Regions from separate parts of the Mus musculus genome. Here all the other regions are linked to region 3. Evidence: chromatin contacts called from public ChIA-PET and promoter capture Hi-C data. All regions are on one chromosome and are shown on one strand. Each heading gives the region's core, a stretch centred on a gene start, on an enhancer-like site or on the middle of the called end of the contact. The rest is flanking DNA. Distances are from core to core; before and after follow the strand shown. Region 1 holds the start of Clec4f (C-type lectin domain family 4, member f). Region 2 holds the start of Paip2b (poly(A) binding protein interacting protein 2B). Region 3 holds the start of Wbp1 (WW domain binding protein 1). Region 4 holds the start of Tex261 (testis expressed gene 261). Region 5 holds the start of Vax2os (ventral anterior homeobox 2, opposite strand). Region 6 holds the start of Zfp638 (zinc finger protein 638). Region 7 holds the start of Nagk (N-acetylglucosamine kinase).

Evidence for each region. Promoter capture Hi-C pulls out the DNA fragments that hold promoters and counts their contacts. ChIA-PET counts read pairs in DNA pulled down with a chosen protein or histone mark.
Region 1: a promoter capture Hi-C map of stem cell-derived epiblast-like cells shows a contact between it and region 3, with 2.9 times the contacts expected there. The contact joins the promoter of Clec4f here to the promoter of Wbp1 in region 3. A contact is called at or near these places in 5 of 39 promoter capture datasets (cranial neural crest, hippocampal neurons, liver and 2 more) and 1 of 115 datasets of contacts at active chromatin or transcription factors (memory CD8 T cells).
Region 2: a contact with region 3 is called in a promoter capture Hi-C map of pre-B cells. The contact joins the promoter of Paip2b here to the promoter of Wbp1 in region 3. A contact is called at or near these places in 2 of 39 promoter capture datasets (neural stem cells and pre-B cells), 1 of 115 datasets of contacts at active chromatin or transcription factors (effector CD8 T cells) and 2 of 9 other capture datasets (adipose tissue and pancreatic islet).
Region 4: a contact with region 3 is called in a promoter capture Hi-C map of pre-B cells, with 4 times the contacts expected there. The contact joins the promoter of Tex261 here to the promoter of Wbp1 in region 3. A contact is called at or near these places in 5 of 39 promoter capture datasets (cranial neural crest, embryonic stem cells, hematopoietic stem and progenitor cells and 2 more), 1 of 484 Hi-C or Micro-C datasets (CD8 T cells), 2 of 115 datasets of contacts at active chromatin or transcription factors (bone marrow-derived macrophages and memory CD8 T cells) and 2 of 9 other capture datasets (adipose tissue and liver).
Region 5: an RNA polymerase II ChIA-PET map of memory CD8 T cells shows a contact between it and region 3, with 15 read pairs. The contact joins the promoter of Vax2os here to the promoter of Wbp1 in region 3. A contact is called at or near these places in 5 of 39 promoter capture datasets (cranial neural crest, embryonic stem cells, frontonasal cranial neural crest and 2 more) and 2 of 115 datasets of contacts at active chromatin or transcription factors (cardiomyocytes and memory CD8 T cells).
Region 6: a contact with region 3 is called in an RNA polymerase II ChIA-PET map of memory CD8 T cells, with 11 read pairs. The contact joins the promoter of Zfp638 here to the promoter of Wbp1 in region 3. A contact is called at or near these places in 2 of 39 promoter capture datasets (cranial neural crest and pre-B cells) and 1 of 115 datasets of contacts at active chromatin or transcription factors (memory CD8 T cells).
Region 7: a contact with region 3 is called in a promoter capture Hi-C map of pre-B cells, with 4 times the contacts expected there. The contact joins the promoter of Nagk here to the promoter of Wbp1 in region 3. A contact is called at or near these places in 8 of 39 promoter capture datasets (the HPC-7 cell line, cranial neural crest, embryonic stem cells and 5 more), 4 of 115 datasets of contacts at active chromatin or transcription factors (bone marrow-derived dendritic cells, extraembryonic endoderm stem cells, memory CD8 T cells and 1 more) and 2 of 9 other capture datasets (adipose tissue and liver).

Annotation. Positions count from the first base shown.
Region 1 is chr6:83,653,964-83,657,555 of GRCm38.p6, forward strand. Clec4f (C-type lectin domain family 4, member f) reads right to left here and starts at 2,153. Exons shown (of 7, transcript NM_016751.3): 1 at 1,994-2,153; 2 at 1,095-1,211; 3 at 720-800. The coding sequence starts at 2,069.
Region 2 is chr6:83,830,154-83,833,492 of GRCm38.p6, forward strand. Paip2b (poly(A) binding protein interacting protein 2B) reads right to left here and starts at 1,588. Exons shown (of 5, transcript NM_146169.2): 1 at 1,482-1,588; 2 at 1,118-1,175. The coding sequence starts at 1,146.
Region 3 is chr6:83,119,630-83,123,286 of GRCm38.p6, forward strand. Wbp1 (WW domain binding protein 1) reads right to left here and starts at 1,832. Exons shown (of 5, transcript NM_016757.2): 1 at 1,574-1,832; 2 at 1,143-1,247; 3 at 556-658; 4 at 239-415; 5 at 1-91. The coding sequence starts at 1,642. It overlaps Ino80b (INO80 complex subunit B), which reads right to left. Exons shown (of 5, transcript NM_023547.2): 5 at 2,136-2,735. The coding sequence ends at 2,199.
Region 4 is chr6:83,773,909-83,777,498 of GRCm38.p6, forward strand. It overlaps Tex261 (testis expressed gene 261), which reads right to left and starts at 1,904. Exons shown (of 6, transcript NM_009357.2): 1 at 1,746-1,904; 2 at 1,110-1,189. The coding sequence starts at 1,815. It overlaps Gm52907 (predicted gene, 52907), which reads left to right and starts at 2,027. Exons shown (of 2, transcript NR_168047.1): 1 at 2,027-2,318.
Region 5 is chr6:83,709,837-83,713,494 of GRCm38.p6, forward strand. Vax2os (ventral anterior homeobox 2, opposite strand) reads right to left here and starts at 2,365. Exons shown (of 6, transcript NR_002871.2): 1 at 2,267-2,365; 2 at 898-989. It overlaps Vax2 (ventral anterior homeobox 2), which reads left to right and starts at 1,403. Exons shown (of 3, transcript NM_011912.4): 1 at 1,403-1,707. The coding sequence starts at 1,461. Gm32943 (a long non-coding RNA gene) reads right to left here. Exons shown (of 4, transcript XR_003956456.1): 3 at 3,224-3,412; 4 at 2,962-3,088.
Region 6 is chr6:83,912,246-83,916,131 of GRCm38.p6, forward strand. Zfp638 (zinc finger protein 638) reads left to right here and starts at 2,108. Exons shown (of 27, transcript NM_001355286.1): 1 at 2,108-2,234.
Region 7 is chr6:83,792,669-83,796,538 of GRCm38.p6, forward strand. It overlaps Nagk (N-acetylglucosamine kinase), which reads left to right and starts at 2,389. Exons shown (of 10, transcript NM_019542.2): 1 at 2,389-2,614. The coding sequence starts at 2,586. It also overlaps the pseudogene Gm7443 and the pseudogene LOC665004.

The DNA.
Region 1 (3,592 bases), core at 903-3,402, 530 kb after region 3:
CAGGAACAACAGAAACTCTGGCCTGGGTTCAATTCTCAACACTACTAAGAATATTTTTCTCAGATCACGTGGATGAAAAACGACTGAAAAAGAACATGCTTATTTTTAAATCCTTTTTCATATGAAACTCTATAAGAAAACTGCTCTTCACCATGACAAGTGAGGTTGAAGTCAGGAGGGGATGCGAGAGATCACCAATGGCTGCAAGCAAACCCTGGGGAGGGGATGGTGAGCTGGCTCCTCAGCCTGACTGTAGAGATGGTTTCAGGAACACACTCCACAGGGATTTATCAGATTGTGCAATTTAAATATGCCCAATGTTTACGGCAGCTGGACCTCAATAAAGCTGTGCTGAAAAATGGGACAATTTGGGGTTTAGAGATACAGCTCATTTGATAGAACACTTGTTTCGTTTGCATGAGGTTATGGGTTCAATCCTCAGTACCACATTACCTGGGCATGGTGCCACACACCTAGCATTATAGAAACGGAGGCAGGAAGGGTCAGACATTTAAGGTGATTCTTGGCTTTTTAGTTTGAAACCAACCTGGATTGTATGAGATCCTGTATCAAAAAATAAGTTTACAATATGTTTTAGGAGGAAGGTGGGAGCTGAAGCTCGGCGTGGGAACAGGAGCTGGAAGAGAAGCTGCAGCAGAGTCTGTGCCCCACACCCCACAGCCAGCTCCCTGAGGCGCGTCCTCACTGGAACTACTCACTGTCGTGTCCAGAGTTGTTGCTTCCCCGAAGCAGGAGGGAGGGAGGCTCTTTATTCCACTCAGGTCTCCAAGGCTGTGAAGCTGAGAATGCCATTCCTGGGTCAGCTCAATCCATAGCCCTGACATAATAGACTTCCCACACAAGCTGGGTTCCAGAAAGAGAGGAGCATCAAGCCTGCCCCCCTTCCCAGAAGCCTCCATTCTCGAGAGCCATCTCACAGCCCAGTGGGCTCTGTTGACTCCAGGTCTGGGCCTAGGTTGGTGGCAAAATGTTACTTCAGAGAGCAGAAATGTCCAGAAGACTGCCATCTGGGTCTCTTGGGACCTTTGCACAGAGGGAGAGTGAGTTGTGGCTAAAGTCACCCGAGAACTTACCCACCACAAAAAGAGCAAGGAGAGAAAAGATCACAGTCACCACCATTAATGCCAGAATGACCTGGACGTGCCGCAGGGTCCTGGGAGCCATGAGAGCAGCTGACTTAGGCCCCAGTCCTGCAGGGGAGAAGCCAAGACTCAGGGTAAGAGTGCAGGGAGAGCCAGGACTGTCGGTCTTGACACAGTCCCCTGACTTGTCCGTTAGAGATGAGAACAACTGCCATGCTTCTCACAGGGAAAGAAAGCATTCTCTCAGGACAGGTAACAGCCAAAGGTATGGGGCTCACAACCCACAGAGGCTGCAGTGGTGTCCTAGACATGAAACCCGTCCCAGAGAAAGCGTTGCTGTGGGTGCGATCATAAAGAAAGAAGAAAGTGAAGGCTGAAAGCAGGTGGAAAGAAGGTACATAGCAGGGGTCCAGACCACAGGTCCCCATTCTGTTAACAAGCCTGACCACATCAAGCATTAGTGTCCCTGGGGTGGATGGTTTCATCCCTGGAGCCTTCCACAGAGCTTGACATGTTGCCCTGGACGCATGTCTAGGGCCTTCTGGGAAATTGGTTACTAGCCAGGGATGCACCCACTAATGATCTCGGAGAGCACCAGCTCCAGAGGGTGCACGGGCTAGGTGGAGGGCAAAGCCGGGGTTCAAAACCAGGCCCATCTGAACTCCAAGTGCACATTTTTCCTGACATCGGGTTACTGTACCCAGTGGAGGGGCTCTTGGAGGTTTCATATAGAGCCTGGGGTGCTCAGAGTTCTGGTCCTCTGCCGACCTGTTTATTCTGACCCATCTATTTACTATGGAACCAAGGCAGGGATGATACAAATCTCTGGGCTGGCAAAGATGGGCTCAGAGGGCAGGGTATAGGCAATATTCTTACCTAAATATTCTTACCTTGGGGCTGTAGGGAGACACACTGGTTGTCTGTGCAATATCTAGCCATATCTCTGTTCAGCTCGGCCTCCTTCATCCTCCTGCACCGTTCTTGCCACTGGTTCCTAAAGCCTGTCCTGCAAGCCCACAGTAGTGAGAGCCTGAAACACAGTGGGAGCCTGATCTATGTTCTCCTGAGGTCAGGACAACTTCCCAAACCTGCCTCCTCCCTCTGACTCTGCAGAAATCCAATGTTACCACTGGCCCCTCCTCCTCTTGGAGTTACAGAGGCCAAGAGCCCAACAGCCCTTTCCCCCTCTGCCCCTGGCTCCATGCCAGCCTCTGCCTCAGAGCCACACACCACCCAACCCCCTTCAGCAGGGTCTGCAATCTGCCCCTAAGAAGGGGACTGTCAACTTTACAGGGGAAACATTCTTGAGAGGCTGAGGAGATGGCTCAGACAGTGAAGCGCTTGAAGCATGAAGCGCTAAGCATGAAGACCAGAGTTTGGCTCCCCAGCACCACCCACATCAAAAACTGGGCACAGCAGCATGTGCCTGTAGTCACAGTGTTGGGAGGTGGAGGTAGGAAGATCCTTACAGCTTTCTAGCCAGGCTGCCTCACTGAATCAATTAGCTCTTTTTTAATAAAGGTGGGAAGAGATAAGGGAAGATGCCCAGCACTGGCCTCTGATTTTCATCAGGCTTGAGGTAGCACACAGCTTTAATCCCAGCACCTGGGAGGCAGAGGCAGGTTGATCTCTCTGAGTTTGAGGCCAAGCTGGTGTACATAGTGAGTTCTAGGCCAGTCAGAGCCACATAGTGAGACCCTGTCTCAAAAACCAAACAAACAAAAACAGTGCACGAGGTGGGAGAATTTGTAGGGGGAGGCAAAGACCGGGAGCCTGGCCAGTCCAAACCTCAGAACTTTACAGACAGGTCACCAGAAAGGCCCTGACAGACTTTATATGTGATTGTTGGCTGTGTCCTAGGTCAAAGTTCCTGCAAGCCTAACTCCTGAGTGACGATAATCCTTGGTTATCATAATGAATTCCCTCTGAGCACACCTGGGTTCTTTTGGTGAGATGACTCAGGTCCTTTCTGGGATGGCCACCAGTTCCAGAAAGGCCACATTGATTAGAAACCTCCACCCCCCCCTCCCCTACTCTCAGACATCCCTGTGAGAAGGACTTCACAGGAAGTCACAAGAATCCTAAGCAAGGTAGGGTTTGAGCTGTAGCTCAGTTGGTAAATCACTTGTCTTACACACATAAGGCCCTGGCTTCCATCCCAGGCAGTCTTTAAACAAGATATGGGGTACATGCCCGTGACTATACAACTCAGGAGACAGAGACAGGAAAAGATCAGAAGTTCAACGTCATACTCAGCTGACCCTGTCTCTCTCAAACAACAAACTTGAGCAAGAAAATACAGAAGGCTCAATCTCACCCTGACTCCTGAGACACAGAAGTATGGTGCTCAGGAGCTGCTAAACCTTGCTTTATATCTTTCCATTGGCTCAGGCTATCCCTTCCAACAAACTCTGAATAGTCTACCCAGTGTTTGCATGTAGTTCGATGGTTTGTTCTAGGGAACCATCAAAGCTGAATGTCATGGCATT
Region 2 (3,339 bases), core at 338-2,837, 710 kb after region 3:
TATCAAAGACATGGTAGGTACATTTGATTTTCAAATGCAGACTTACAACAGTTTACTATAGTGACCAACTCAGAGATCGTACTATAGTGACCAACTCAGAGATCGTATTTTACCCATGACTTAGACAACTGCTATAATTGACAAAAATCACAACAGTTTTAAGATTCCGCTCTTTCCAGTGTGAAAAATATGGCACAAACATAAGGCCTGCGAGGCAATGCTGTCACCTATGAGGAAAGACTGATTTTAATTTCCTCTAACAGACTTCTTTCTCTACTACGACAAAAATCTTACCACAGCAAAACACAAGGAACTATATACTGTTATGTGCTACAAATTGGATAAGAAAAATAGTAAAGTAAAGCTTACAAACTCCACAACAGTGAATCTGATGCTAAACTACGACTTAATTTTCCTTTTTGAAAACCAAGAAAAACAATTCCAGATATAAAGCCAAGAAAATGACAACATGAGAACAATGCAATTTTGGATATGGATAGATATCTTATTCTTTCTCCCTTTCTGCCTAAAGTACTAGACGTATTCCAATACTCAATGTCCTCTGGCTTCCAAAATAAAACCCCTATTGTCTAATACTCCTCAACTTCTAAAATCTCAGTTAAAACTATGAGTGATAAGCTAATTTATTCGCAGTAAACGTCTGGCATATTTTTATTTGGGTTTGAGACAGTGTGGAAGGCCATCTAGAAACATATGGTTAGAACCACCACAGGAAGCCAAACACTGCCATACTATGAGGTATAAACAAATAAATTCTCTGTAAAGATAATGCTGAAGGTCGCCTCTGGGCTGTTGTAATTCTCTCAGAGGCTGTGTGTGATAATCACATATATCCCGTATCTTACGGACGTCCGGGATGACCAGGCCCTTCCTCATAGTGTAAATTAGTGCTCTAAGCTGGGTCAGAATCCCGTTCCATCCCGTTCCACGTAACAGATTTCAAATTGGTTGCTGCTGGCAAGCCTTTCCACCTGCATTTTCAGCAGTTTTGAGCAAAAGCACTTTATGAGGACAATGATTCTAGAAGAAGAGTGGGATTAGATGGCATTGAAGGGGAGGCAGAGAGAGTTTAAGCAAGCCCATTGCAGTTCCGAACCTTGCGGAGCCTGTGTTCAGCGTCGTCATCTGCCTCTCGCCTTCACCCTTCCAGGTGCCTACAAAAAGCAAAGTGAGAGGTGTTAGTTTCCGGGGGAAATGAGGCTGAAATCCTGAGGTTGAGAGTGAACGTCTCAGAAGGCGAGAGAGAGGAGGGGCGCCAGGAGGCGGCAGGTCATACGTAGCAAGGATGGTGAAAAGGGATGAGGTGAGAGGAGCTGGCCCGCGAGCGCCAGAGCGTCGGACGGCCTGGGCCCGGGCCGCGCTGGGAAGGGGCTGTGCGCGCTCCCGGGCAGCCCGCGGGTAGAGGGGCTGTGCGCAGTCCCGGGTGGCCAGACGATCCCAGCCCCGACGCCTCAACCCACCTGGCCGCGCGGACAACGCCGCCCCGAGGTCCGCACCACAGCACAGCGCCGCCTCCTAAGAGCGCGAGCCTCGGCGCACAAACGCTCGAGGTACCTCGGCCTCACACGCGCGTCTCGCCCCGCCCCCCAGCGCCATTCATTGGCTGCCGGACAACGCCCCGTCCATCTATTGGACAGCAGAGAATGCCGCTCACTTACCTGGTTTTGATTGGTCTAAATGTGAAACAATGCCCGCCCAGCTCTTTCAGAAGTTCCAGTTTTTGATTGGTCTTAGCGTCTGTCCATTCGCTCCGCCCTCGATGGAGACTCCCAGCTCTGATTGGCTGAAGAAGCATTGGTCACGCCTAGATTTCCAGGCCAAGGATGAATCACCTCCATGTTGGGGAGGAGCCAGAGTGCAAGGACTCCGGGTTTGTTTACAAAGGCTTCTGCTCCCGCTTCATCCATTGGCTAAGCTGGAAGCCTGTGTCACTTGTCTAGATCACTTTAGAAAAGGGAGTAGGATTCAGGGATTTCCTCATCTGTCCATTAGTTAGAGATGAGTTTTGAGAGCGGGAATTTGCTTCTGTGTTAAGTCGTGAGGTTAAAAATTAGGACTATTTGGGAGATTGGAAGAACAGAAAGGGTTGCTTCCACGTTTTTAGAAACAAATTTGACATTTTCAGTCCCAGCAGGCTCAAGATTGAGGCAGGAAAATCACAAATTCCTCAGGGCCAGCTTGAGCTCATATTGCGACCAAGTCTCAGAAAAACAAGACACACACTCACATTCACACACACACACACACACACACACACTTGTTCTGTCCTTTGGGTTTAAGATACCTTGTATTAGTTAGTTTTATGTGTCAACTTGACACAAGCTGGAGTTATCACAGAGAAAGGAGCTTCACTTGAGGAAATGCCTCCATGAGATCCGGCTGTAAGTCATTTTGTCAATTAGTGATCAGGGTGGGAGGACCTGTTGTGGGTGCTGCCATACCTAGGCTAGTAGTCCTGGGTTCTGTAAGAAAGCAAGCTGAGCAAGCCAGGGAAAGCAATCCAGTAAGTAACATCCCTCCATGACCTCTGCACCAGCTCCTGCTTGCTGACCTGCTTGAGTTCCAGTCCTGATTTCCTTTGGTGATGAACAGCAATGTGGAAGTGTAAGCTGAATAAACCCTTTCCTCCCCAATTTGCTTCTTGGCCATGATGTTTGTGCAGGAATACAAACCCTAACTAAAACAATATCCAAATTTTAAGTTATGTCCATAAAAAGAAGATAGGATATTGATGGCTGGAGTGGTGGATCAACAGTTAAGAGCATTTGCTGCTATTGCAGAAGACAGGTTCAGTTTTCAGCACCTCATGGTGGCTTACAACCACCAGTAACTCTAGCTCCAGGGAATTAGATGCCCTCTTCTGGCCTCCAGAGTACTGAATCCATATACATACTTGAAGTTAAAACACTCGTGCACATAAATCTTTTTATTAAAGTGGAATTAAAAATAAAAAAACTTCTCATACATCTGTCTTCTCCTACCCACTGTGCTAATTACAATCACAACACAAAATATAGGTTTAGTAAACAAGTAGTTATATAATGAAAATATGTAGATAAATTCACTGTCTAACATTAACTTTTTCCTCCTCCCTCCTAAAGGAATATTCTCCCATAATTGGTCCTTTAGGTACTCCAGGTCTATCACCCACTGTTTTTCTCAATGAATCTACTTTGTTTGTTTGTTTGTTTGTTTTCGAGACAGGGTTTCTCTGTGTAGCTCTGGCTGTCCTGGAACTCACTTTGTAGACCAGGCTGGCCTCGAGCTCAGAAATCCGCCTGCCTCTGCCTCCCAAATGCTGGGATTAAAGGCGTGCGC
Region 3 (3,657 bases), core at 582-3,081:
TAGCCTGGGCCCACAGTGTAAGGAGGTGGCGGTGTGCCTGGGTGGTGAACCACATCCTCGTAGGCTGGGGGTTTGAAGGCGCTGAGGAGGCCTGCAGGAGAGAGAACAGCATGGATGACTGAAGGACCTGAGCTACAAGAGTGCTCTGAAATGTCTGCCAGTGGAAGTGTGGGGTGGTTGAGGGTCCTGGCTTGGAAGGGGCTACTGGTTCTGCATCCAAGAGCTTCAGGTCACTCACGAAGGTCAAGCAGTGAACCGGTTGGAACAGGGCCAGCCCCGTGGCATGCCCCATGGTAAGCCAACAAGTTGATTTCACGCTGCCGCTGTTGCTGTTGCAGCCTGAGTTTAGCCCTTCGGTGGCGGAAGGCACAACAGCAGCTAAAGAGGATGAGGACAGTCCAAAGCAGCCAGAACCCTGCAGGAGGCAAAGAGGGCACAACTCAGACCACCACCCCAGACTCCAGCCCTAAGCAGAGAAGGGTCTTTGGTAGCTGAGTTCAGAAATCCAAGGGAGGATGGGCATGGAACCTGAGATGGATCCCTTTGAAGACTCACACCAGAGTTCATAGTAGTAGGTGCAGCAGCCAGTCTCCCCACAGCAATGACCAGTCTCACAGAGGTAGGGCTGGGTATTCACTCCTGGGCACAGCTCTCGAAGCTGGAGGCAAGGAGGCACTAAGAACCAGGGGCTTCTACCCAAGGCCCTGTCCACCCCCACCTCCTGCACGCACATACAGTCCCACCCACGAGCCGACCTAGCTTGGAAGGATGGCATGGGATGCTAAAAGGAGGGTCTATATGTAGGGCTATCAGTATGGAAGATTTAAAATGCCAGAAACTAGTGAGAAAGTAAAGTGTAAATACAGAGAAAGTGATATCAGTTCTTTAAACCCAATACTTTTCTCACAGAAGCCTGGCCCCAAGGGTGGTTTTTTGTAGGCTAATGTTTTAAAAGAAACAAAACATAGTGTGACAATGGGTAGGAATTTAAGGCCATTTCCAAAGCTAAAAAGCTTTCAACATCTCCCACCCCAAAGGTCTGCCTCCCACACCCCCAAGATGGTTTTTTTTTTCCACCCCTGGGTCTCAAGCTCCCTGGGGTAGAGGAGGCACAGTGTGAGACCCAGAGCAGTGCTCCCAACCAGATGGGATTGCTGTGGATGATAAAGGATGGTATCCAGGGCGCGAGTCTGGGTTCCAGCTCGTCTCCAAATTGCTCCCTCAAGAGAAGATGCTGCCGGACTCTGCTGTGACAATAGGCACAGAGAAAAACATCACAAATAACTGCTGCAAGACAGAGGGAACCTCCCTGGGGGTTTCACTACGCCTCTGGTAACTGGAGAGCCACTGCAGGCTTGCATTGCAACCATGAGATGGGGTCTAAGAGGGTGCAGGTAAAGTCAACTGCATCTACGTAATAAGTCTAGACAAAGAGTAGAATGGTCATGTTCAGGAACTTCAGAGTACCTTTGGCTCCATGAGCTCCTCCCCCACCCCGGACAGGAAGTGACAGGAAAGGGGAAAGAGAAATAAATGGCTGTAGTGAGATAAGCTTTTAGAGCTGCTGGGATACCTGCTGTTGCGGCGCCTGAAGTGACCCCCAGGCCTCTTCGCTGCTGTTCCTGCTGCTGGCCCGAGCCATGCCTCCACCTACAGACCCCTGAAGACCACAGCCTCCTCCACCGCCAGCTGCCCCGCCCCTGCCACCTCTGCCGCCACTTCCATGGTCCCTGCCCGGCCCATCGCCACCGGTGCCACCATCACTCCGCGGCCGGAGCTCCCGGCCGGGGAGAGCACCTCCAGAGGACACAGTTGCTCAGTCCAGCCAATCAGAATCGCTAACTAACAGATCAGCCAATAGGAACCGGTCACAGGTTTCTCCTTTTGCCCAATCCGCAGCGGCGCCTGTGCCGCTCTCCCAGACAACAAGAACTCACACAGACAAAGACAGGGGAAAGGCTCGACCAAATGCCTGACTGACAGCAACAATAGCCAGTACGGACAACAGAACAAGCTTTGACTTATCGGCCAATGAACGGCCGTTCAGCACAAAAATTTTCGCCGATTGGCTGAATGACTTTACACACTCAGGTTCAGACTCCGCCGGCTTCCCACTCCAGCAATTCGATACAAGCTGAGGCACTGTACGAAATTTAATAGGGTGGGGGAGACAGCAGGAATGTGGCGTGGGAGAGGTCTTAGGTGGCCAGGAGTGGGGACCCCGGGCCCTCGGGCCCTCCCAGCCGTAGCTGCAGGTTGATGCGGTAGCACTGTAGGCTGCAAAGGGCCTGGCCGGTGCGGGAGCAGGCATAACGACGCGGGTGGGGGCAGCCGGGGACAGAGCATCGTGGAGCGGGGCCCGATGGGGCAGGCCGCTGTGCCACCGCCGTGGGTGTGGGAACGCCGGGAGGAAAAGACAAGGTGGAGCCCTGTGCCCCGCTGCAGTAGCGCACCATGGGTGCAGGGGCCGGGGCAGCAGCCCGTCCTCCGCGCCGCTCGCCCCGCGCCGCCCCGCGCCCTCCACGCCCGCTAGGAGCGGCCGTCTTGGTGAGGCGCTCAATTGTCTGATTTTTGTGCTCCTCGGCCCTCCTCGCCGCCTGCAGCCGCCGCTTCCGTGCACGCTCCTCACGCTTCAGCAGCATCTCTTCGGTGAGGGCAGGGGCAGGGCAGCCCCCACCCACTGGCAGAGGCAGAGTCGGGGACGGCTGGCTCCGCGCCTTCTGGAGGAGGGCTCGCTGGGGAAAGAGACAGAGGATGTCTGAGAACCAAATGGCGAGGTTTTTGGGGTCACCCACCCCTATTTTCGTTTGTTTTTGTTTCGAGGCGGTCTCACTATATAACTTTGGCTGCCCTGTAAGTCACTATGTAGACCAGGCCAGCCTGGAGCTCACACTCTTGCCTCTGTTCCCTAGGTGCTGGGATCAAATGCTTGTGCCACTGTCCCCATCTTTAGGGACCCTTAATACCACACTTCTCTTCCCAGGGTTCCTGCCTCTCACTCAGGTCCAAAGGAGGAAACAAAAGTATGGTACCCTGCCTGCCCCTTGTGTAGGTTTTTGTTGTTGCTGTTATTTTAAATAGTATCTCAGGAAAAAACATCAACTTGGATTTGGCTCAAACCAAAAAGAATTACCCTGGATTCCTTTTTTCTCCCACTAAGTAGCTACTTCCGTCATACATCCAGGCTTCAGTGCAGGTTTCTCTATTCCTTTTACTACTTTCTTCTGGACTCGGGCCATCACCAGCTCTCCCAGTTTCCACACCCCATACCCCTCTCCCAGTTTATTGATTGATTGTGTCAGGCTATCTATATGTATTTTTAGATGCCTCGGAATTTGTAACCATCCTCCTGTCTCTCAAGCTCTGGGGCACAGGTCTGCGCCACGACAGCCTACACTTCAGCAGCTTCCTAAGGAAATTCCTTACCCCTACTAAGCTTCACAGCACATAATTGCCAAAGTAATTAAGCCAGCTATGTCACTTGTCAGTATATATCCCCCTGGGTGACCTGGCCACACTCTCCTTCTGGGTCTCTGTGCCCCTGGGCTCTATGTCAGCTGGCCTCTCTGTCTGAGAAGCTCCCCTGGTACTGGAAATGTCATCTCTTCAAAGGCATTCTAGACTGGAAAGACTACTCAGCGGCGAGGAGCACCGGCC
Region 4 (3,590 bases), core at 654-3,153, 650 kb after region 3:
GGACAGTCAGTCCCTGCCTGCTCTGCACAGCGCTGTTACAAATGCACTTTGGTTTTCTCGGTTCACAGAAACCACACTCAGCTTTCAAAAAGGTGGTCTCTCTGAAGGCCACTTCTAAAACATTTTAGACAGTGATCCAAAGTAAGAAAAAAAAAACATTTTATACAGCACTCCACCAAACACATACCCAACGTGTGACAGAGCGCACACTCACTTTGCCTGCTCTCGTTTTTACTGTTAGCACTGTTTTTGGAGCTGGAGCTGAGGATCTAACCGAAGGCCGCATGCATGCCTGTACCCCCATGTCCCATTTCATAGCTTCCTTGAATGCTAAGCATGATCTACTGAATCAATTACGTAACTCAGTGATGAATCCAGCAGGCAGTCTGAGAAAGGCTTCGGTTGTCGGTGATGAAAGGTCTAATTGCTATCCCAACCACACCCACAGACTGAGCCAATGAGCTGGCTGTAGCCCTGTCTTTACCACAAACTACAACCCCAGGCTACGTTGAGAGTGAAAGTAGCTGCAGACTTTAGGCGACTGAAAGGTGAACTTTTCTGTCCAAAGGTATCCTCCCCCCCCCCCCCCCCCGCACCTCAGTCTTCCTCACAGCCTCTCTAACAGGGACAGGGACCAAGTCTTCAGGAAAAGAAACCTCCATGAGGGAAGAGAAAGGGCTGGACATTCTCCCTTAGGACAAATGACACTGAGTGGAGAGAGGGCAATAGCTAACTAAGCGTTACAAACTGTCCTTATTGTCCCTATAAGTTCTAAGCCTGGGCTGGGATTGGGGACCTGGTGTTAGAGACCGTGGACACTGTGAGACAGACACAGGAAAGCGAAGCCATGAATACCTATCAATGAAATATCTGCACTGTCACCTTAAGGAATGGCAGTAGGTTGTGAAACTATGCCACCTGAGGCTGGAGGGCCAGGGGTGATCTGGACCCAGGAGTGCAGACTGCAGGGCAGGGAAGCAAGTGGGACACCCTCAGATCCTGGGTTCTCAGCACCAAAACAGCCCCAGCTCAAACAGTCCCCACTTCCTGTTTCTGATGTAGGGCAAACAAGCCCTGGGTGACTACTCCAGGGAAAAGCGGCCACTTACCCAGATCATGTATTTGATGATTCGGCTGGTGGCCACCGTGTACTCTTCTATCAGCTCTGCAAGGTAGTACAGTCCAGCCGCTGGGTAGGAGAAGGGGGTCCCAGAGGGAGGGGGACAAACAGGAAGAGATCAGCCAGGGACACTCCCACCAGCCTGCTCATCCTGTAGTCCCCCACCAACCCTCCTCAGACTCCAGGAAGTCGGGAACAAGCCAAAGCACCCCTGGGATGTCCTTCTCATCTGCACAAGTAGATAGAACTTTGCCAAGACAACTGTAGAAATATTGGATTTGACCGCACAGCATAAAGTTAACCTCTGTTCCGGGAACCTTAAACTTCACTCGTCAATCAACACCTGCAGAACACTTAGTTTACAGGCCGGGTGCTGTACACTAGCACACAGCCGGGTGAGACAGACAGGGGCCTTCCCCCTGTCCCAGCTGGAGGGGACAGGCTGAGTAGGGAGCTCAGGGCTCCAAGAGCAAGGATGCGTCTCGGGAACCAAGCATCCCCACCGGAAGGTTCCGCAGAGGTCCAGTAGGACCAGCTCGGGGTCGTCAGCGCCCAGCTGCAAAGAGCAGCAGCGGTTGGCGGCTCGGGGCATCGGGGCGCGCGCGGCCCGGGTCAGCGCTCTCACCGACGGCCAGAGTGATGAATGCCACCTGGATGAACAGCGACAGCCAGCTCAGCACGTACATGAACCACATGGCGCCCCCCGGGCCGCCGGGACGGGCCTGCGCGGTCCGGCTCCCGCGACACTGAGCGGCCGCCGCCGTGCTGTCCCCGCCCAGAGGACGCCGAGAGGAGCAGGGCGGAGCGCCGCGGCCCCTGCGCCCCCGCCAAGCCCGCGAGCGCCGCTAACCGGCTCGGAGGATCGAAATCGCGCTGCACCCGGTACGGAGCGCCTACACAGAGCCCAGATTGATTGGAACCAATCCTGGCTCAAGCCTGCTCCGCACAGCCTTGGATCCTAATTTTCTGGGAGAGGAAGATTCCCTTCTCTCAGGTCACACACTAGGAAGCCGCATAATCTGGAATCCCAGGTGCCTTTAAATGGTCACCTTCAGCCTTAACTCTCCCTCTAGGCTGAGGTCTTTTGCAATGCAGGTCTTCACTTTTGCGTGGGGACTAAAGCAACAGCTAAGCACTGACTGTACTTGCGACACCGCAGGTAATCATCTGAGAGAGCACCACCTAGTGGCTGACACAGGTAAGCTCAGAGTGCCAACAAGCCTCTTATCTCAAACAAACTTTTTGTTTGTTATTTTCAGAAAGGGAGGGTCTCATAGCTCAGGCTGGCCTTTGAACTGTCAACTCTCCCATCTCCAGCTCTCAATTGGTAGGGTTTCAGATGTGTGGAGTCTCCGTACTAGGGCAAAATATAACTTTGGTTTTGGTTTTGTCTGTTTTGATTAAGGGTCTCTATGTAGTCCTGCAACCTGCTATGTAAATCAGGCTAACCTTGAACTCACAGAGACCAGCCTGCCTCTGCTTTATCCCAAATCCTGGGATTAAAGGTGTAGAAACATCATGCAAAGATCTTTTCTTTTTTTGAAACAGCCTTATGTGCCTCCAGGCTGGCCTTGGTGACACTAAGTAGTTTTGAGTGCTGGAATGGTAGATATTATATGTTAAGGACTAGGTACAATATTAAGGCCTAGGTAACTGTCACCTGGCCAGCCTGCCATTATAAGGAAACTTGCTCATGTTTCTACTGTTACTAGGAAACTTTCTAATGCCAGGATTGGTTATGTATTCTGTTTTGTTCTGTGCCCTGGGAAACCAATCTAAATAGAAATGCTTTGCATGGTTACTCACAGCAAGTTTGGGTCTGAAGTGACCATCCAACAATACTTTCTGCACCTGACTATAAGCTTTTATGGGATTTGCTGTTATAAGCTGCCCCTGGGATGAACCCCAACATAAGAGATATAAGAAACTATTTAAAATAAGACCCCCCCTCCATTTTGAGTAGGGGTCAAGTAAAGTTTAAGTTCCCAAGACTTCCCTGGGAACTGACTTCCTAATTGGCAGAGAGAGACAGGTATGTGGGCAGCTGACATCCTGGTTAACAAGTTAAGATATGAATTTTAGTCAAAACAAGTCCCATCCTGGTAGACAAGTTAAGACATGAATTTTAGACAAAGGCAAGTTCCCTGCAGCCGTTGAATACCCTAACCAATGGGAGCAGGACAAGTGTACACAAAGACATCTTCCTAAGGAAGTTCCCCATCCCTAAATCCTGATTGGTGAAATAACATGGCACAAGATGTTTGCGGCTTGGGGCTTTACAACCCTGGAGGATCTTAACTTGGAGTCATGGTTTGTCTCCTGAGCCTGACTCAATAAGTCTTGGGATGTGGCATTCAGTAAACCATCCCTAGTAGACCAAGATCAGTGTCTGAGTGGCTTGTGTGGCAATTCCTAGACCCCCAACAGGTATGTGCCACCATACACATATCACACACAGAGTCAGATTTCT
Region 5 (3,658 bases), core at 1,115-3,614, 590 kb after region 3:
TTCCAGCACTACAAGAATCAGTGAGAATCGCCAAGTCACATCTACCACCTCTCCCAAAATCTCCAACCGTTTTCACACACACACACACACACACACACACACACACCACAGACCAAGGCACTGACTGACTCCCCACACCCAACACCTGTTCAACCTCAGAGACAGAGACCCCACAAGCCTACCCTTGGTGGTCACAGACACCCGCTACCAGATCTTGGGATCTCCTGAAGTACTTTGGCTTGGACTCACACCAAGCATTTGGCTCACCCCTAGTACCTAGTTTATTCCAAATCTGCAAGTGGAAGAAAGGAAGAAGAGTCTGAAGGATCGGGATACTGGCCTTTAAAGGAGCCATAGACCCTCGGTTACACACACCATCCTTCTCAATCTTTCCCCCAAACCTCTTTTTAAAGCTGAGTCAAATACAATGAGACTGTTCCCCACACTTCCTGACACTGTCTAAACAGAAGCGGGACTCTGCAGAACGTGTAGCCAAGAGGACACAGGCTCCTGTCCAGAGATCCGTCTGGAGCAGGCACTGAACAAGGGGCTGCTCCAGGACAGAAGCGCGAGAAAAAAAAAAAGCCCGTGCTCAGTCTCATTCTCTAGGTGTCAGTCCCAGGAGTGACAACCTCAGAGCTGCGGGAGAGCCCAGCGTTTGCTCTTGGCAGTACAACCTGGCGGTCTGCCGGTCCAGCTCCGCACCTCACCCTGGCTGGGGACAGCATCCGCCTCCCGGGCTTGTCTGGCGAAACTCGCGGGATCCCCACAATAAGTGGCTGTTCTGTGTGCCTGAGTGTGAGTGCCTTGGTTGGGGGACGCGTGCCCTGAACCCCAGACCTACACCCCACTCTCTACCGTCGCCCCCACCGCACCAAGTTCCGGAGCCCAGCAAACCTCCTCTTTTCTGCCGGGTCGAGTCAGGGTCGCCTCCTCGAGCTCTGAGTTTTCCATCAAGCGGAGCCAGACTGAAAGCTAGGTGCATTTCCCTGGAGATATAGGGAACAGAGGGAAGAGGGCGAGAGGGACCAATGGGTAGGGAGTAATAAAGTTTATGAGAGGGTGTGGGGCGGTCTTCTGTACCACGGGGCTGTCCAGTCTCCCATTGCCAGGCTCTAAACACCGCCCCACGCGAGGAGGCGCGAAGACACCATCCCCTCCCCCTTCTCCACATATCTCTTTTCCTCCTATCCCTCCTCCTTCTCCTCTTTCCCTCCCCTTGTCTCTCTTCCCCTCACTCCCTCCTCCTTTTTTCCTCCCCCTGAACGAACTCCCGTTGCGCTGCGCCTACTGGATCCACCCAGAGTCCTGGAACCCCAGCTCGCGCCCAATCGCCGACGGGGGCGGGGCCTGTAGGGGGCGGGGCAGATGGAGGAAGGGGTGGGGAGGGGCAGGGAGGGACCTGCTACCCTGAGCTAGGACTAGCGGCTGCTGTGGCCCAAGCAGCAGTGGCGGCGGGCATGGGCGATGGGGGCGCGGAGCGGGACCGCGGCCCCAAGCGCCGGGAGGAGCCTGGTGGCCGCAGCGGGCGTCACGGAGAGCACCGCGGAGCGGAAGATTTGCGTGCTGACACAGGTAGCGCGAGTCCGAGGGAGATTGCTGGGACCTCCGCCTCCAGCCCTGCGGGCTCCAGGGAGAGCGGAGGGGACAGCGACGGACAGCAGGCGCTCGGTGAGACAGACCACTGCCGCCGCATCCTGGTACGAGGTAAGGGGACAGCCGCAGCTCTGATTCCCTGGGCCACCAAGCTGCCTTTCCTGGGGCCTCCGACATCCCTACAACGTCCATCTCTCAGATCATACAGTGGTTCATTCATTTGGTAGTTCATCCTGTAAATACTCCGAGTGCCTATTGTGTGCGGGACACTGAGCTGAACGCGGGGGACAAAGCAGGGGGCTGGACCTTGTTTCGTCCTGCTGGACCGGTGCTCTCTCTCTCTCTCTCTCTCTCTCTCTCTCTCTCTCTCTTTCTCTCTCTCTAGGCCCATCCGGGCTGGTTGGTGTAGTAAGGACACGAATCAGTTGGAGAAGCCCGACACCGAGAGCCAGGGCCTCCGCGCCGGGGTCCCCGGAGCAAGGGCGGAGAAAGTCACGCGCGCGCTGTAGGGACAGGATTGGGAGGGACCCGAGTGGGCAGCTGCTGAGGAAGGCTGGGCCACGCAGGCAGTCGGATGCGTCCCCGCTTCAACCCAGCCTTATTTCCCAGCACCTAGCCTTGCGTGGGTTGAGGCTTAGAGATGGCTGGGTGGGCGGTAGGGTAGCCTGACCTGCCGCGGCTCCGCTGCTCCAGTTTTCCCACTCGCTTGGATACCGCCGGCTCCGGCGCTCCTCCGCCTGGCCTGGCCGCCTGGCCTGGCCGACGCTTTCTTCCTCGGCTCCACCCGCCCTCACCCGAAGTCGGAGCCCCTTCACCCATCCCCCTTCAACCCCCGCAGCAAACTTGCTTTCCCGGCACTCTCCTGCCATCGCTCATCCAGATCCAAACCTCCAATGCCAGTATCCTGGGTCTGGGCCTCTCCCAGGTAGACACTTGGAGAAAGAAGTCTCGGGTCCTGCGGTCAACTGGATCCTAGGCCTGAGGCCTGTTGTTTTTCCGCCATCCTGGGGTTTCGGACTCACTCACTTGGCTTCCCCCAGCTGCCTCCCACAGGCCTCAGGAGGCCTGTAGCCAACTTTCTTTTACGGAGGGAAACCTAGGTTTCTGTCACCCAAGTCAATATCTTAGAGCAGGTGGAGTACAACTTTCCTGACCCCCACCACCACTGTCACCATGTGAGTGGCCCTGGGGATCTGAGAGCCAGCTAGGGCAGGGCATGGAGGTACAGGAAGCTCTCTTAAATTAAGACGCTGCCAGGGACCCTGAATAAAGAAACACTCCTGGGAATAGGTGTGGTCATTGGAAGGCTGGGTGGCTACTGCCATTCTAGGGACCCGCTTGATGGTGTAAGACAGTTACACCACCAGGAATCCCCGCAGGTGTGAGGACTTGTAGGTTACCTGGGGTTAATATGAATTCCCTTTTGTCATCTGAGGGGTTCTAAGGACAAGGAGCGACCACCAGTTGAGTTTCGTTGAGGGAATCTGCAAGCCTTCCAGAAATGAAGACACAGCCTAAGCTCTTAGGCTAAGGACCTTGCCAGTGCTATGCATTAAGAATAGGCGTCTCCCCTGGTCAGGATGACTGAGTTATGCGCCCAAACACCATCTTCCTCCATTCTACCAACCTTTATGTAGATCAAATAAATCTTGCTCGTGGGCATCAGTGGGACTGTCTCTGGTGCAGACTTGCAGAGGTGGGAGTAAAATGTGGCCCTCTGTCCTCTGGGATAGAGCCATTTAAGTCAAGTAGAGACGCGCATGCCGGGTACCTCTTCAGGGGTATACTTTTATAATGTACCCACACAAGGTAATTCCTTTACATTTGTAAAATATAATGGAAATATTAAATACAAGTACAGTTATCCACTGGACTGAAATAAAAAGCAAATGCAGAAACGTAAATCCCTCTGCCCCTCCCCCATTTAATGACAAGGCTGTCATTACAGGCCTGAAATGCCGGGGACGTCATTTACTGCTAATCCCTCCTAGGCAGGGTCACCCGTGTCAGTCACTGCTCGAAGCCCCACCACAGCTGAGGGTAGAGGCTTCCATGAGAAAAG
Region 6 (3,886 bases), core at 858-3,357, 790 kb after region 3:
TATTCCTATATCTCCCCCCTTTTTTTCCATCCCCTCTTCCCCCCCTTCCCCCTAACACTAGGTAGGAGAGAAAAAAGGATAAAGAGAAAAAGAGGAGATCCTTGAATCTAACCTCCTATACTTGGTTTCCTTCCTGATCACGACCATTTACAACTTGTGATCAACCCCCCTTTAATGATGACAAACTTCCATCACCCATGAAATGACCATAAAACCACCCACCCCACCTTTTGGGAGTGAGGCTATCATTCTCTTAAATTGCCTCCAGCTGTCTGGGGTGAGGGCATCCTCTGGGGGCCCTAAGAAAATTGAGATATGGGCCAAGTTCTGGGAAAGCTAGCTTTATCATTTGCTGTCAATCCCTATGTGATGGGAAAGTGCAGAGCATAACTGAAGCTCTGGCTGGAACAATCCTCGAGACTGGACCAATTGAGCTAGCTGTCTGCTGCCAAGCGTGTACCTAAAGCCTTATGGGGGGTTCCCTATGATCTGTTGACTGAGGGAGAGAAGTCTAGGACCTGGCTTACTGGCAGTCCTGAACATTATACCTGCACCACCAAGAAGTGGACAGCTGCAGCATTACAACTCCTTTCTGGATTGTAGTTCATTCCAGAGTCCATATAGACCCATTAAACGTTGTGCTTCTTTCTGGATGGTGGGAGGATCCAGGTACAGTAACTTACCTTTCACCTTGGAAGGAATATCTCTGCTTGCTCCACACCACTGGACTCCTAAAAATTTCACCGAGGAGGATGGTTCTTTAATTTTTATTTTTTTTAATTTGTAATTTCTTGTTTTTTTGTTTGTTTGTTTGTTTTTTTTGTTTTGTTTTTTTTTGTTTTTTGTTTTTTTTTTCAAGACAGGGTTTCTCTGTGTAGCCCTGGCTGTCCTGGAACTCACTCTAGACCAGGCTGGCCTCGAACTCAGAAATCCACCTGCCTCTGCCTCCCAGGTGCTGGGATTAAAGGCAGTTCACCACTGTCCTGCAGTCCTTTAATTTTTTTGAACTAGCTTATATTGGCATAACTGAGTCAATTTAAAAAGATAGAACATTGAAGAAAACAGTTAAAAAAATTTTAGCCCAATCTTTTTCATGGGTAAAATCAATCAGGATTATAGATGTTCACCACTCAGGTAGTTTATTTTTTGAATTCTGAAATGATATAAAAATTTTTCAATATTAGTCTTTTGACTTAAACTTTTTTTTTAGAATTATTTATTTATTTTATGTATATGAGTACACTGTAGCTGTCTTCAGACACACCAGAAGCAGTCATCAGATCCCATTACAGATGGTTGTGAGCCACCATGTGGTTGCTGGAAATTGAACTCAGGACCTCTGGAAGAGCAGCTAGTGCTCTTAACAGCTGAGCCATCAATCAGTTCAGCCCTTAACTTTTATTCCTTTCTAATTTCCCATTTTATTATTCTATCTATTTTGTGTTGTTTGAGACAGGGATGTGTAGCTTTGGTTGTCCTGGAACATCTTCTGTAGACCAGGCTGGCTTCTTTCCCAGATTTCTGCCTGCATCTTGCCTGTCAAGTGCTGAGATTAAAGGCCTGTACCAACACTGCACGGTGTAATTTCCCATTTAAGAGGTGGGAGATAAGGGCTGGAGAGATGGCTCAGTGGTTAGGAGCACTGACTGCTATTCTGAAGCTCACGAGTTCAAATCCCAGCAACTACATGGTGACTCACAACCATTCCTAATCTGGGGTGCCTGAAGACAGCTACAACGTACTTGGGTGTGGAGGCACACACTTATAATTCCAACAGTTGGAAGGCAGAAGCAGGTGGGATCTATGTGAGTTCAAAGTTCCAGACCTTTTCTTTAAAAAGGGGGCGATGGGAGTGAGCAGTAAAAGCGAGAATATGTTAATAAGTGAATGTTACGTTGTGATACTGAGGGAATAGTAATCAGAGAAGGCTTCATGGAAGAGAAGAGGGATGGTTTGCAGGTTCTAAAATCTTGAGTGATGTTACCCAGACCGCTGCAGGTGTAGGACCAGCCATAGCTGGCGATCGCCCCCTTCTGGCAGAGGGCGGCCTTGTCCCCCGACAGCGTCTCTGGAGAACGCGGAGCCTGAGGCACGCAGGCGCAGTGAGCGGACGAGGGCTTTAGGCGAAGATGCGCATGCGTGTAGTCCCATGGAGGCGGTAGCTGCTTCATCGCGGTGACTGGAGGCCGAGTGCTAAACTGTGTGGGGCACGGATGGGATCCAGCTGTTAGTCGGTAGGCATAGGTAGGGCCGCTGCCTTGCGGGGAGCCGGGGACTGGAAGGCAGAGGTCCTTAGCGCAGGCCCCGAGCGGTCCCTGCCAGGTCGCGGTCGACTATTGTATGTGTCGCAGCCGCTGCGTACAAGATGGCGGCGGCGGGGCGGGTGGAGCTGAGGGACCCCGGGTGGGCCTCGGCCGTGGCCTGTTTCCCCTCGCCACTCGCCGACCGCGCCGTCGCGCCGCAGTGCCCGTGGGCGCAGCCGCCGGATGCTGCTGCTCTGAGGAGGAGCGGGCGGCGCCCTCGGGGAGTCCGGCTGCCCCTTCCCCAGCGCCGCGGGTCTGCCGCTCCCCAGGCCTGACAGCTAGCGGGAAGACCGCCGCGTGCCCGAGCGCCTTTCGGAGCCCCGCGGGCCGCGTGCGCCCTTAGTCGGGCTGGAAGAGCTTCCTTGCAGGGGGCTGGGAGCGGGGTGTGCGGGCTGTTGTGGGCCAAGCGCCCCAGTGAGCACCGAAGCCGAGATTGTCGGCCCTGGGATGTCGTCGAAAATGGCGGTGACACTTCCACATTCTTAGAGGAGTCGTGAACACTGATGTGGGGATACATGCTTGTGTTGGTGTGGTTCCTAGCTTGGGGAAGAGCGGAGAGGTCTGTACACCGACTCTCATCCCCGAGGATGTGCCAGACGTCCTTTGTTGTTTGAAGTAATTGCCTATGAGGGAGTCTCAGTATTACAAAATCTTTGAGCTTGACAGTGATTGTAGCCTCGAGCTATTTAATATTAAAATTACCCTTTGGCAGTTTGGGAATTCTGGAAGGCGCACTCAATGTGAAAAGTTCTGAAGAAAAGCTTCTTACCAGGATCCACCCGACCATGTGGAGTCAATCTTTCCTAACCAGTTTGGAAATTGTTCACTCTCACATAAAATTCTCCCTCTCTTCATTTTGTGTATGATGGGTTAACTTGTTTTTCAGGGGAGTTGTGTTTACTGCTTAATTTTAGAAATTTAAAATGACAGACTGGAAAAAGATTACAAGAAAAATTAATGTAAAGCTGTTAACACAGAAAAATAAAGTTGTTTATTACATTTTTTCAAAATGTTATTAATGATTATACACTTAAGATTTAGTGGGCTCAAGCTGCTTTACAAATTTTGACTTTTATATTTCCATATTCTGTAATGTGTACTTTCATATTTGTAGAATCCAAAATGTAATATACTAAAATATGCTAGACCATTCCCCGCCTTATCATTTGTGTAGGAACCAATGGGTAAAGATAAAACAGTTGAAAGAAATTACAAAAATCTCCTTCATTTGTTTTGATTAGCTGGTTTTCAAATGTGTTCATGACACATACATAACCTTGTACATTGAATACGTTGTAGTTTTCTGCATTTGTTATGGAATGTGCTTTTTACCATAAATTCTAGTTCTAAAAAAGGTTGTCTCAGTCATCATTTTCTGGGTGTTGTAAGAGTGTTTTAAGATCTCTGAGACTTTGGTTTTTATGTAATAAATAAAAATGAGGAGTCTAATGGGCAGAGAATAGGTTTTGGAACCAAAAGTTATGGATTCAAATCCTTTTTGCTCTTATTATGTGTGAGACTTTAGTTGTTTTAGTCTTTCTGAACTTTTGTTTTCTTTTTTTTTTTTTTTTTTTTTTTAAAGA
Region 7 (3,870 bases), core at 1,139-3,638, 670 kb after region 3:
CTTGGGTTCCTGCCTGGCCTTGCATTTTAAAGATGGATCTCTAAACATATCCTTGTTGACAACAGTTTTGTCCAAGGGGCTATTGACTGAGTACCTCGTGGGCATGAAGTGGTTGTAGTTATAAACTTTTACAAAGAACTTGATCTTGGATGTCTTGGCAATTTTCTTCTTGCCCATGGAAGCTGTCACTTTTAGGGGAAAGCAGTCAATTCCAGCCACCAGGGCGTGGCTGTAAGGGTGGTCTGAGGTGCCATCATCAATGTTGATGACAGCTTTGTGTCCAGAGTAGCATCTAGCCAGGACCAGCACACTTTCCTGGGTTTCATGAACTTGCTCATTTCGACATTGAGTACCCAGCAGAAAGGAAAAAGGGACACTAGCCTGTGCATTTTTAAAGTGCATAAGAGTACATGTGGATATAAATACAATTAGCTACTGGGTTGGGGATGTAGTTCAGTTGGTAGATAGGTTGTCTACAGTATACAAAACCCTGGGATCAGTTACCAGTATTACATAAGTCAGGCATGGTGGTGATTACCTGTAATTCTAGCACTTGGGAAGTTGAGGCAGAAGGATATGAAGTTCAAAATTCTTCTTGTCTACATAGGGAGGTTGAGATGAGCCTGGGCCACATGACCTCTATCTGATCGGATCTTTAGGAGTTCGAAATCTTTTTTATGTTTAATTTTAAATGATATGTGCACGTATTAGTGGAGAGTGCCCAAGGAGGCCAGAAAACAGAGTTGAATCCCCTGGGGCTGCAGTGACAGGGTTTGTGAGCCCTGATGTAGGTCCTGGGAACACACCTCCAGTCCTTTGCAAGAGCAGCAGGTGCTATTACCCTCTGAGCCATGTCTTGGCCCTGAGGTTTCTCATCTTCATTGTGAAGGGGAGAACTGGCAGCGATTACAGTAATTCTCACCCAAATTCAGAAGTCAATCTTGTCTTTAAACCAAACTTTCTCTCTGTATTCCTTTCTAAACAAGTAATGCAAAGCCAGGAGGGCAGTGTGGTCCTTTCATCCGAGCATTTAGGGGGTGGAGACAGAAAGACTGGGATTCAAGGACAGCCTCAGACACCTCAGGAGTGTAGGGCCAGTCCTGGTGACTTGCAATCTCATTACAAAAAGATTCAAACAACAGAACAAAAGCACATCAGCGCTGTCACAAATGGATCCCAAGACTCATTACACCAGTGCTAAAGGGAACTTTTCCATCAGAATTCACCCACAACATCACACTCTTGCCAAAACTTCCATTCAATCAGAATCCTATGGAATTATCTTTGATTCTAAAGATGTTGTTGGAGGAAGCATTTTCCAGCTCTGAAGTACTGTGAATGGTAATGTCTCACTTCCCTCTAGTTTCTCTATCAGGCAATAATGTTATTTCTATTCTTGAATTATTTGGTGCTTTACTGAGTCACATAGGTAAGAAAGGAGGTAAAGAATTCATTCACTCTGGAACCTTAGAAAGCAAGCCTACACCAAAACATCCTAGCACTTGGGAGGTGGGGCAGGAGAATCAGGAGTTTAAGGTCATCCTCAGCCAGAGTCTGAGGTGAGTTTGGGATATATGAGGCTCTGTGTGCCCACCTTCCCAACTGTTTACATCAAAACACAACCGGACCCAATTATCTGACAGGGAAAGAGGATCCCAGTTCAAGATTTCTCCACAGGAGGCAGGCTCAGAGGTCCGAGGTTGGACAGAGACATGCTAGCCCCAAGGAGACTCCATCTGAAGTCTCAAAGAAATGTCAAGAGCAGCAGACAGTCCTCCTGGCTATTGAAGCTGCCTCTTAAGTAGGGCTGGAACAACCTGGAGCCTGAGGAAACACGCAGGAGTCACTCTTCTACAGGACCTAACGGTATCTTCCTCTCTTCCTCCAGTTCCACTGCACAGTTTAGAGTTGAGCAGGTGGTGGCCAGAAGGTGAAATATGGTCTGTGAGTGCCAGTTTTTAGCATGCTGAGCCAGCATTGCATTCCATGCCAGTCTGGGTTATACAGACGAGATACAGTCCAGAAAGAACAGAGTTGGACTCAGATCACTTGTAGAGCGCTAGCCTGACACACATGAAACCCTGGGCTCTATCCTCACCGCCGCACAAACCTCAGCTGACAGCAGCCTGGGGCCTCACTGAGACCTGCTCAGCGTACTCAGCACAAGGTAGAGTGTGCGCTCATGAGCCAGGGTGGGGTGGTCTGGACGTTGGCTCCCGCCCTGGTCCTCAGACACATCCGCCAGACTCTGAGCTTGCCTCCAAAAGCGTCTGCGCGTGCGCACCCCACAGTTAGCGCGCGTCTGCCAGCTACTTCCGGCTGGCCCTTGGCAGCCCTCACACACCCTCCCAGGAGCCTCAGCTGGGGTGCCGCCTCCTCGCGAAGCAGTCACTTGAACGGCGGGCTAGAAAAAACCGGAGGGGAAAGCTGCGGGAGGCGACAGCAGGGGCGAGAGAGGACGTAGCATCCACACCCTACGCAAGCGCGTCGTAGTCACATGACAAGGGGCGGTGCCCGTGTGGGCGGGAGCGAAGTCACGGCTAGGGTCGAGGTTGCTACGGCGGACCAGCGGTGGCAACGGTAGTATGGCCGCGCTTTATGGTGGCGTGGAAGGGTGAGCGCTGGATCGGCCGAAGGCTGTCCGTCCGGGAGCGGCGGGTCAGGGGGCGGCGGCCCACACCATGCCCGGTGCCTTTGTGCTCCACGGTGCGACCACGCCCCTCCCGGCCATCACCTTTCTGCCACAGGGCTCTTGTGTCAACCTGGAGAGTTGTGCAGAGCTGGGGGGTCAGGTGGGAAGTTGCCGGTCGCGGGTGGACGTGGGAAAGAGGCAGAAGCTGAGACTGAGATTCATGCACAAGGGAACCCGGGAGTTAAGCAGCTGTCACCAGAGCACTGTCTTATCTTGGTGCTCCGGACCCTCCACTGCTGTCGGCCCCGAACGCCCTTGGTTCCTATATTCTCCTGCTTAGAAGCTGGTCTGCTTGACTTTGGGAAGTAGCTCTACTAAGCATGGCTTTGGGTGAGACGTAAGGCAAGGACAAGAGTGAGCAAGATGGTGGTTTATCCGGTCCCCTGCGCGTGACAAGCATTTTGTGGAACTGGGTGTGTCAAATCAGGACCTGATAGGAAGATTTGGTATCCTAGCTGCTTGCTGCTGATTTACCCGGAAGTCTCTTCCCGTGAATTGCGAAAGCGGATGACCCCTGGCTTTATTTATGATACCTTACAAGGAAAAACCCTCAGCACAGCGTAGGAGTTTGCACTTAGCCTTGTTATATTCATATGGAAGGTAGAACTTATTTTTCCCAGTTTGTCAAGAAATTAATTTGGATTTTTAATCTACTGTCTCATGCATTAATATCCCTTCGGATGTACTCTTGATGTACTACTCTTTGAGTTGGATCGAGTCTTTATTGTCTATTACAAGAAGTATTGGTCAGAGCCGGGCGGTGGTGGCGCACGCCTTTAATCCCAGCACTTGGGAGGCAGAGGCAGGCAGATTTCTGAGTTCGAGGACAGCCTGGTCTACACAGTGAGTTCCAGGACAGCCAGGGCTACACAGAAAAACCCTGTCTTGAAAAACAAAAAAACAAAACAAAACAAAACAACAACAACAAAAAGTATTGGTCAGTAGGACATCCTCCTACACGTATCACCCTTCTTCTAAAGTACCACTTACCCCAGGGATTTAACTCAGGAGGGCTTAGTTGCTGAAGGCAGTATGAGTTTCTCCCTGACTGGTGATAGTTTCTCACAGGTGTCTTGAAGACCCTGGTGTCAGAAGATAGGTCCTCAAAGTAACCCTTAGCTGTTGTGAGAGGTCTGCTTATTCCGTCCGACGTATTTACCATAAGTCGTTTGGGCCAT